Regions from separate parts of the Anas platyrhynchos genome. Here region 2 is linked to region 1. Evidence: chromatin contacts called from public Hi-C data. All regions are on one chromosome and are shown on one strand. Each heading gives the region's core, a stretch centred on a gene start, on an enhancer-like site or on the middle of the called end of the contact. The rest is flanking DNA. Distances are from core to core; before and after follow the strand shown. Region 1 overlaps SH3PXD2A (SH3 and PX domains 2A). Region 2 overlaps STN1 (STN1 subunit of CST complex).

The links. A called contact is a pair of places that touch in the nucleus more often than the background predicts.
Region 2: a contact with region 1 is called in a Hi-C map of skeletal muscle, with 2.4 times the contacts expected there. The contact joins two enhancer-like sites.

Annotation. Positions count from the first base shown.
Region 1 is chr6:28,716,831-28,721,579 of IASCAAS_PekinDuck_T2T, forward strand. SH3PXD2A (SH3 and PX domains 2A) reads right to left here. Exons shown (of 15, transcript XM_072039762.1): 11 at 2,218-2,335. Among named protein-coding and RNA genes, the nearest start is that of NEURL1, 170 kb to the left of the region's middle. Within about 2 kb of position 2,766, at least 1 of the 8 cell types and tissues checked has an H3K27ac peak or open chromatin away from gene starts, as enhancers often do.
Region 2 is chr6:28,945,371-28,950,119 of IASCAAS_PekinDuck_T2T, forward strand. It overlaps STN1 (STN1 subunit of CST complex), which reads right to left. Exons shown (of 10, transcript XM_027459906.3): 8 at 1,294-1,416; 9 at 618-690. Among named protein-coding and RNA genes, the nearest start is that of SH3PXD2A, 16 kb to the left of the region's middle. Within about 2 kb of position 2,426, at least 2 of the 8 cell types and tissues checked have an H3K27ac peak or open chromatin away from gene starts, as enhancers often do.

The sequences.
Region 1 (4,749 bases), core at 1,516-4,015:
AAAAAATAGAAAGAAAAAAAGAAAAAAAAAAGAAAAAGAAGAACAGGAAATGAGGATCAGCACATGGCAAGGAATTTGGGGAAATTACATATTTAAGGTGGAACAAGCTAATGTCTTTAAGGTGGATTCCATTTGCAAGCTGCTGGGTTTGTTTTTATTTCTCAGCACTGATTTGTGTGTCCAGCCTCTGTTACCCAGCTCCGCAGACAAGGCAGCAGGATTCGGCTGAGGTATCTTCCTGCCTCCCCTCACGTTCACTACAGGAGAAAAGAGCTGCTATTTTTAAGGCACTCAGTACTTGGAAAATGGAATTCCTGAGGAAGGGGAATCTTTTTCTGAGCGGTATGGAAAAGCACACATTGGGGCTTAAACCTAATAAACAGCGCAATAAGTTTGAGATAGCTACTTGGGCTGCAAAGGACCAGCTTGTCAGGGACAGATTGCTGCATCAACATTTCCCAAACTGTTGCTGAAGGGGCAAAAAAAAAGGAAAGTTTCTAAGAGCTGCTTATTCTCCAGCTAGACAGCAGAGCAGTGCCTGGAGTGGCAGAGAGGATGACCATTGACACCCAACGTGGTCATCGCGCTCATAGGGTGAGCTAACACACTTCTCAGCAAAAATGGGCTGCTCAACTCAAAATCTCTCCTTAAAAAAAGCCAAGGGCACGTTGTGTTCCCTGACTGCCGTGGGGAGGCTGGGGCATCCACTGCCCTTCACATTGATCAGCGTGAAGGAACCACTTACACGCACTTCTGCTAGAAAGCCTGACAAGCACACACACACTTGTTTCTAGAAAAACATGGTTGGTCCAAAGCAGAGTTCAAGGCAAAGGGGAAAAAAAGGACTTCTTATTGTACAGCTGTTGGTATGGCAAAGGGGAACCTACAGTAGTAATACAGCTGCGCTTCAGAAAAATAACCAGAATAGACTGAAGATGTCTTACAACACTCCTCCCCCCAGAAAACCTATGTGCTGTTGATTCCTTTATCTGCAACTTTGGATTCCACTTCTGTGAATGATTAAAGGAGAAAAAAATGTGACCTGACCAAACCCAGGCATCTTGTGTTCTTGCTATCTGGAGTGCCTTCCTGACTCCACTGCTATCTTTATTAGCCTCTTCTCTCTATGGGAGCATTAGATGGAAGAAAAAAAAAAAAATCCCTTTTTTGAGTACAGGACATCAAGAAAAACAAAAACATTGCTGCAGTCAGCACTTTCATAGCCCTCATTCATAGCTGATGAATCAAGCAGAATTTAAACAAAAGCAAGTTACAGCTTGGGGAAGGGAAAGGAGAAAAATCGTGATTACATGCTGACTAGAAATATGACCAGCTGGGATGTCTTGCACTGCCTGAGATAAACCTGCATTTTTAAGCCACCTGTGGTGCCTTTTTAAGGCATGGGGTGTCAGTATGGCCCGGTCCACACATCTAAGCAATGTCTATATTACAAAGGGGCAGAATCACAACAGAGCACTAAAACCCAAGTGCTCCATGGACCCAAATGGAGAAAGATCTCATTAAGTACTTCTTACACCTTATACCACTGTCTTAGACACACCTGACCTACATTTTCCCATAAAAATCCCTTTAAGTCACAAGTCTGTCCTCTATGACTGCTATTTCAAATACATAACAAAGGTAGATACACAATGACAACTTCGCCTGCCCTTCAACCACAGCCCCTCTGCTTGCCTGAATACCTGATCTGGATAGGCAGAAGTCAGGCAAATTGATGGATTCGACTTATCAACTAGTAAGTTTGGAAAAGGGCCACAGCCAAAGTTATCTTTTCTGTCCCAGGGAATAACACCACCTGCCCAAATAGCTCAGCAGACCACAGTCAGCCTTTCACGGTTGCTATAAATAGATTTAAATGGGCTGCAGAAAACCTCCCATACCAGAAGCACATTAAAATCACACACAACAGAAATCACTGTTAGGGCTCTCGTATCAACTCAGAGATGGGCTTTTAACTTGAAGGAAGAAGAAAACATTGAGAAGTTAAGGAATTTCCCCCACTCGAAGTCTACAGCTTTTGCATACACTGTGCTATTTCTTTAATCAGCATGGCCTTAGCCTTTTCTTTACATTCCTTCAAGATGCAAGAGGGGCGTCCTCACGAACAAGAATTACTTATGTACTAACATTAAGCAAACGATCAGAAAAGCTCATTGCCACAGGTTCTGCAGCAATGTGGCCGTGCAGCTGCTTTACCTGATGTACCACCATCCTTCCAGGTTCTTTTGGATGACCTCCACGGTGACCCCTTTTTCGAACCCAATCTCATCCTTCCCCTGGCTGGCGTACGGCTGGATGGTGACATATTTCTCTTCTAGTGAAGGGAGAAAAGGCAACATCAGTTAGGGTCAGGATTAGTCCAGCTGTTTTTCTGTTCTGCTTGCTTTTAAACTGTTGTGCAGCGATTACGTGGAGCCATTACAAAAGGCGGAGCCCAGCTCAGGGGCCCACTGATTATTTATGCTGACGACATGATAGATAATCAGCCCCTTGCCACTGCCCTGCTGCTGATAATCACCGAGCATTTCCATGCCAATAATGACACAAAGTCCCCTGAGAGTTTCCCCCCCTCCCCAAGTTCCTCGAGCGGGTAAGAAAGAGGATTTGAAGCTGGACTTAACTCCCATACTGTAACTTGACAGAATCAGCCCGGCTGCCAAATCAGCCGAGCGTCACCGCGGGAGCTCCAGCCAGTTGGCTCTTTTGAACACGCACATGGTTGCACGAAGCATTGTGTTACTGAAACCCGAGCCCTGTATCCTGAGAGGGACCGATGCTCCCCAGCTCCAAGGGGCTGGCCCAGCACGCTCGCTGCTCTCCCCGCAGCTCCAGAGCGGCGTGGGGCTACAGGAACGAGCTTGAAACACCATTAAAAGAAGTGACATGTGAACAAAAGGGGTGTGCATTTAACAGGAGACCATACATCATCTTGCATTCATGGGTTGTGAAGTGTTTGCAAACACGCTTCTGCAAGACCTCACTCCAGAGAAGTACGCAGGTGGCAGTGGGAAAGGAGGGCCAGAACCGAGACACGTACTTCAAAAGCACAGGCTGGATTTCAAGCAGGGGGGTTAAGCCAAAAACTTAGCTGCTGGAGGTGGATGGGGGATGCTATCTCCTTTCCAGGCTGGGCAGAAGTGAGCCAACTTGCTGAGCACAAGCCAATGAACAGAGCAAACACTTTCTCAGCATCTTCCTCTGCCCACCAGGAGTCACTTACTGCAACACCTCCATCATGCTCGGGGTCAACCTTTCCCTCCGTTAGCTTGAAAAATTACAACTGGCATTGAAAACATGAAGTGCCAGCCTCGCTTTGCAGCAGCAGACGTGGAAAAAGTTACCAAACCCTTCTCCTGAACCCAGGCTGCAGTGCATGTAACAGCATGAGTTTCTGTGGCTAGATCAAAGGCAGGGAAGGCAAGCAATAAAGCACACCCCAACCGGCCTTCCTAGCCCTTTCTGCTGGCAGTCACAACAAGGCACGGCCAGGAACAAACAGGGGGCTGTCAGTGCACAGGAACTGGCAGGAAATTAAGCGAATGCAGAGTTCCTGATCGCTGCAGAACAAAGGAGCTATGAAAAGGTTGCAGCAGCTTGAGGCAAGCGCTCGTTTGGAAAGAGCGAAGCAGACCCAGCCATCTGTTTGGTCTTGTGGCTCAAATGCATTTTGTTGCTGGGAGAAACATGGAAACTTAGAAAAGCCTTACTGAGACAGAGTAAGAAATAATACCTCTGAAATGGGGGGAAAAAAACATTGGCAGAGCATCTGGTGGCAGAAAATTCAGCAAAACTGCATCTCATAAGCCAACTTCCTTTGACGGGTCACAGTAGAGCTTTCTAACTCCGATGGAATAAAATCCATCGGAATCTTTGTCCCCAAGAGGAAAATATTCTCTCCTGCTCCCTGTTAATGCAGCCACTTTATTACTGCTAAGGAGTTTCAGCTAGTTTGTAATTAGCACCATCAAGATACCACACCTTCCCCACAGACACGAAACCCAACTTCAAAGTCACAGGACAGTTCTCTGTGCTGTGTTTCTGCTTTGCATGGTAGAGGCAGGCTTATTTTTCCTCTTTTTTTAAAGTGACTTCTGCTAAAAGGAGCTGAGAGTCTGGTTTCTACCACCTGCAAAACCCAAGCACTGAGTTGAACTGTGGAAGGTCCCTGGGCACCCAGAGTTTGTCCCCAAGAGGAAAGGGATGAGAAGTTTGGGTGTGCAGAGCTGCAGCAGCTCCCAGCTACACATTGCTTCAGACACTTCCATTTCTAGGCCAGCAATGCAGAGCTAAGCCACGCGTTTGTTTAGTGTTGGAGGACTGCTCTGCTTTGTCTCTCCCCCATACCAGAGCTGCTCTATCAGAGTTCACCCTTGCCACTACAGCTACAGCAGAAGTTTCTCTGTTTATCTTATTGCTCCTTCACATAAACAGCAGGCCCTGCTGCAGCTAAAGCCAGCTTTTCAGCTAGCTCCAGCTCCTCTCGCTGGGCAGAGCGGTCACACTCTCTCTCTAGGGATGCAACCTCCTTACTGCTGCAGAGGGCAGGGGAGGTCACACCTTCAGCATTCACGCCTGGATTTGCACCACAGCTTTCCAAACGCCTGCTCCAGCACGACTTCTTGTAGCTGAGGAATGGGCACAGTCACCCATCAGCCTCACAGCATCTCTGGGTCTGATCATTAAGGGAAAATGAAAGTTTGGGGCAAGGGTCCTCTGCAAACTAGGATG
Region 2 (4,749 bases), core at 1,176-3,675, 230 kb after region 1:
CCATATGCTTCAGGAACAGGGTAATTCCGAAGTCAGACGAGGTATATTACATGAAATGAAGTGGATTTTGTTAGACTGAAATCCCTACCTGTAAAGAACAGCCACTCGAACTCTGCACTTGCTTAAAACCTACAGAGAATACCCTACTGACATAAGTGAATGTTACTGTTGGCTTAATGGAGGTGAGGATTTCACTTTTCTGCACTACCGCTTTTGTGTCAGCTCCCATGTAGAAACTGACCTAGCAAGATCTGCCACCTACCCGAAGTGCAGAGCAACTGCTATTAGTTGCTGACCTAACCTCATTGCATTTGGTTCCTCCCAAAATTTATGTACACTGAAAAGATACAGATCTTAGATAATGGCTGCTCATTTCAGATCTGCGAGGTTGCTTCATGCTAGGCACATGTGCTCTCTCACTCTCTCTCTCTGCTCATAGGAAGCTGCTCCTGCACTTCTGCTTTTAGCTACTCTGATGAGCTACACAAGTAATTTAGCTTCGAGTTTAAGGGTAAGGACAGGAAGTGTACCTAATCCAGCAGCAGCAGGAGAGATTGTCATCAAAGTATCAGCACCAGCTCATAGCTCACCAGAAACCTGACCACACCAGTACTTACGCCTGGGTTTTCGGCAGTCCTCTTTAACCACATCGAGGGTCACTTTAAGCAGGTCCTTATCATAGTCAGTCACCTGGAGGTAACGGAAAAAAATGGCAATTTATAGTAGTCTATTTCACAGTAAATGGAGCGGATGTTAAAAAGGATGTATCATGGCCATACATCAAGGCCACAACGTATTCTAAACTTACATTGTCATAACTACAGTCAGCAAGATATGCTGCCTCCAAGATAAATAATGCATGTTAAATCTTCAGTTATCTTTTGAGCAATGTTAGCAGCATTCAGGAGTTAGGAGAAGAACATAAGATACCAGAATCAACCCAAAAGAGGGCATCCAACTCAACAGAACACTGAGTTTTAACCTAAACCTGACAGAGACCTGTCCCAGTCTTCAGTGTGCTCTGTCGCATCAGCATACAGTTAAGCAACCCAGGTTGAACACAGACTGCACCTAGAACAGCAGCAGTGCTGAAGACTGGCACTGAGTTACAAGAAGATCAGCTTGGTAGGTGACAGAGAGGTATAAGTAATAGTAAAGAAAGACGTAGATAAGCCTTTGGAATAAACAGACAGCACTTGGAGGTCCAGCTTCTCTTCCTGAAATATTTCTACTCTGAAACTATGAAATAGTCAAAGCATTGAATATGTTTGCAATCACAGCTCAATTCCTTACATGGTACAAGTCCTTGGAGCTACTAGGTTTCTGGAAAACCACTCCTTCTTCTTGTAGCATCTTTATTGCTTCCTTAAAAACACTGTGAATCCTTTTGGAGCTGGAGTCAGGTTTTGAATTCACCTGGATGGGAAGAAATGTACACAGCAAATGGTGAGAAATCTCAGCCCAACTAAAGCTGATGGCAAAAGCTCCAGAAAATTTCAAGAGCAAGAGAACTTCACGTCATTTTGTTCCACATTTTTCTTTATTTGGTAAATCACAAATCTTATTTGTTACATGCAAACCAACCTGTTAACTTCATCAGTTACATATGAACTAACCAACACCTCAGTCTTTAAAAAAATATAAATATCAGAAGCTTGTGGTTTCGTCAGAATTGTACAATCTCCTAACTGCTGTTTGCAGCTATGTGATTATGTACTGAAAGCCCCCTTCTTTTGGAATAGGCCTATGATGCTTACAGAGAATTTGACTGCTTTGATGGTATTTCTATGTTGTTTTCTGGGAGTGAGGGGTATATGGAAAGAAGCAAAGATCAGCGCTTTGTAGGGTGATATTCAAGAGGAATCCAAGTGCTAGGAATTGGATCTCCATCTCCTGATACCAAACTGAGGCTGTGTCCAAAGAAAAGAAGGAAACTGGTAAGAATAATATTTGTTTCTTGTCCCCTGCTTTCCAAATTTTTACAAGTATTTTAGTCACGGTTTTAAGAGTCTCTCCACAGCCCTAATGAAATGTCAGGAGAAAGAGCGTGCAAGAAATTAAGATAGATATATGAGATAGGGAAACAAAGGATGAAGGCTAGAAGGCAGGTGGGAAAAAAGTCTCTTGTGAAGGGTTCAGGACACTGCTAGCAGAGTAGGAAGTAAGAAAAAAAAAAAAAGGAAAAGCAGGGTTTGTTTGGAGATAGAGCAGAGCTAAGACAGTGGAATGACAGCTGGGGAAGTTGAAGGAAATAAAGAATCAGCTGTGGAGAGGAGAATGTATGGGCAGATAAGAGCTAGACCATTACATTCTTTCCCATCTTTATCTGTCCCGCTGTTTCAACCTTCCATTTATCTACAAAGGCTGCTTCAATTCCCCAATTGTTGTTTCCACATCTGTTGGGAACACTCTGTGCTCCCTGTGGTTTCCTTTGAGAGCAGAGCTGAACTGCTTCCCACAAGCGAACATGTGATGAATGGAACCAGACCACACCAGAGCAACCAAAGCAAGAGTTGCCAAGCCCTTTCTTCATCTGCCACCATAAACGCTCCCATCCTGTCCTGAGCAGAAGTATCAGCCTTCGTGTATCCTACTTCATTCACCAGGGGAACTCACAGAAATACTGGGAGTGAATCAAGCAACCACCGTGCACCAGAGTGAACTCACATGGACACGTGGTGACAGACACCAGGTTGGTAACGAAAGAACGTCCCTTCACAAAGCATTACTTCCATCCATTTGTAAGGCTCAAGTCCAACTCGGACTAGCTGTAAGCCTGGGAATTGACATGCCTCACCAGGAATGGTTTAGGAGATCCAACAGAGATATTGGCATTGGCACGCTCTACAGCTTTCTCCACACCCTTCCCCTCAATGTTTCAGCAGGCCATAATCACAGCTCTCTCACTCTTTCTTTCTGTCCAACAACAGCAATCTTTTTCCTCTCAAATCGTTAGTCAAAAATAATTACCTTGTAGTCCAAGGCAATTACCACAGAAGAATAGCTATTATTCTGTCTTTATTTGGCTTCAAGTTTTCTCCTGTTACAGAAGGATTTTAGTGTTTGAATGTTTGCTTGTCCCCTGTCCACCACAGCTGTACCAGTACAACTACAGACACTATTTTTAACTACAAACCTGACCTTACATCTGGACACCATTCCCCTCACACCATTAATACCTCCATCATACTTTATAGTGCTGCTTCTTATGAACTGAAGAAACAAACAAAATATAGAAGAAAGGGATTTTGTTTATTTGCTTTGTAAGTGAAGAGTGAATACTTTCTCTTAATTATTTTTTTTTTCTTCAGGACAAGAGGCAATGGGCACAAACTGAAATACAGAATTTCCAGCTGAATATGAGAAAACTCTTGTTTGCTGTGAGGGTGACTGAGCAGAGCACTGGAACAGGTTGCCCATGGAGTCTCTTACTCTGGAGGTATTCAAAACCCACCTGGATGCCATCCTGCCAATGTGCTCTAGGTGATCCTGCTTGGCAGGGGAGCTGGACTAGGTGATCTCCAGAGGCCCCTTTCAACCTCAACCATCCTGTGAAAAGCACATTCACATCGCTGTACCTAAAATGAAGAGGCTTTGCCTCTAACAAATGCAGGAATCTAAAGAAACTGCTAGCAAAGCAACCACCTCAAGACTCAGATCAATTTTTAATGTGAAAGCAAACATTTGGCGAGGGGAAAAAAGATAAAAATATCTCCAAAGAAGCAGGATAATTATTCAGTTTGGCTTAACACTGAGATCCCGTCAGAAAAGGGAGATAATTAAAAACAGGCTCCGTGTGAACTGACACACAGCTCTGCCTGGATGGATACTGAAACAGAATCACTAAGAAAGTAAGTCAAGAGATTGACAGAGAAGGCAGAGAGGCAGACTTGGGAGTGAGAAAATAAGGAAGAAGCTGCTACATATCAGCACCCTCTCATATGTGCTGCAGAGTCTGAAAAAAAGGTCTCTGTGGGAGAATTACCTCCGAAAAACAGATGAAGGCTCTTCCCCTATCCAGAGACTTTAATATTATCCTGAAATAATGGGAAAAGTTTTTGTGTTTTTGTTTTCTAGCATGCTCTAGAACATGCTTCTGCCTCTCTCGCCCTCTGAGTAAATCAACAATTTGACAAAGTTCTTTGTGAACACCACCTAAAGTTATTTGATCTGTTTTTTTGGTCCACCCAAAACATCTCCAATTTCTCGTCCTGCAAGTCCAAAAGTCAATAGCCCGTCTCCCTAATACCTCACCTTTCTTTTATGCCAAACCAGACCCTCTTTTCTTCTGGACTTGCACAATCCCCTGAGAGCCAGTGTACACCGAAGTTTGTGATTTTGCCTTCTTAGCAGAGATCTAGAGGAGGCTGAACGAAGGCAGAAGAAATTTGGGACAATAAAATCCTACCTGATTTCACATTTCTGCTTTTATTTCAGGAGGAGATGGAGAAATGCTTGCATTTCAACAGTTACAAAGATGCGCTTATAGGTGTTAACATAGCTCCTTCCAAATCACAGCTTAACAACCATCACTTTACTTTTACAAAGCTTATTATCCAAGAAATTCAAAGCATTTGCAGGTATTAGGTAGTTTAAAAGCTGATCTTAAGCACTAGTGAGATTTGAATCTGGATTTTCAATTTCCCTCTCGCAACATTCACAAGTCATTTTTCAAAGTGTCTCCCTTCAAGCATGCCTTAAGTTTCAGGTTCCCTCAAGTGCTGACAGCAGGGGTTCTCCCTGTCCCTC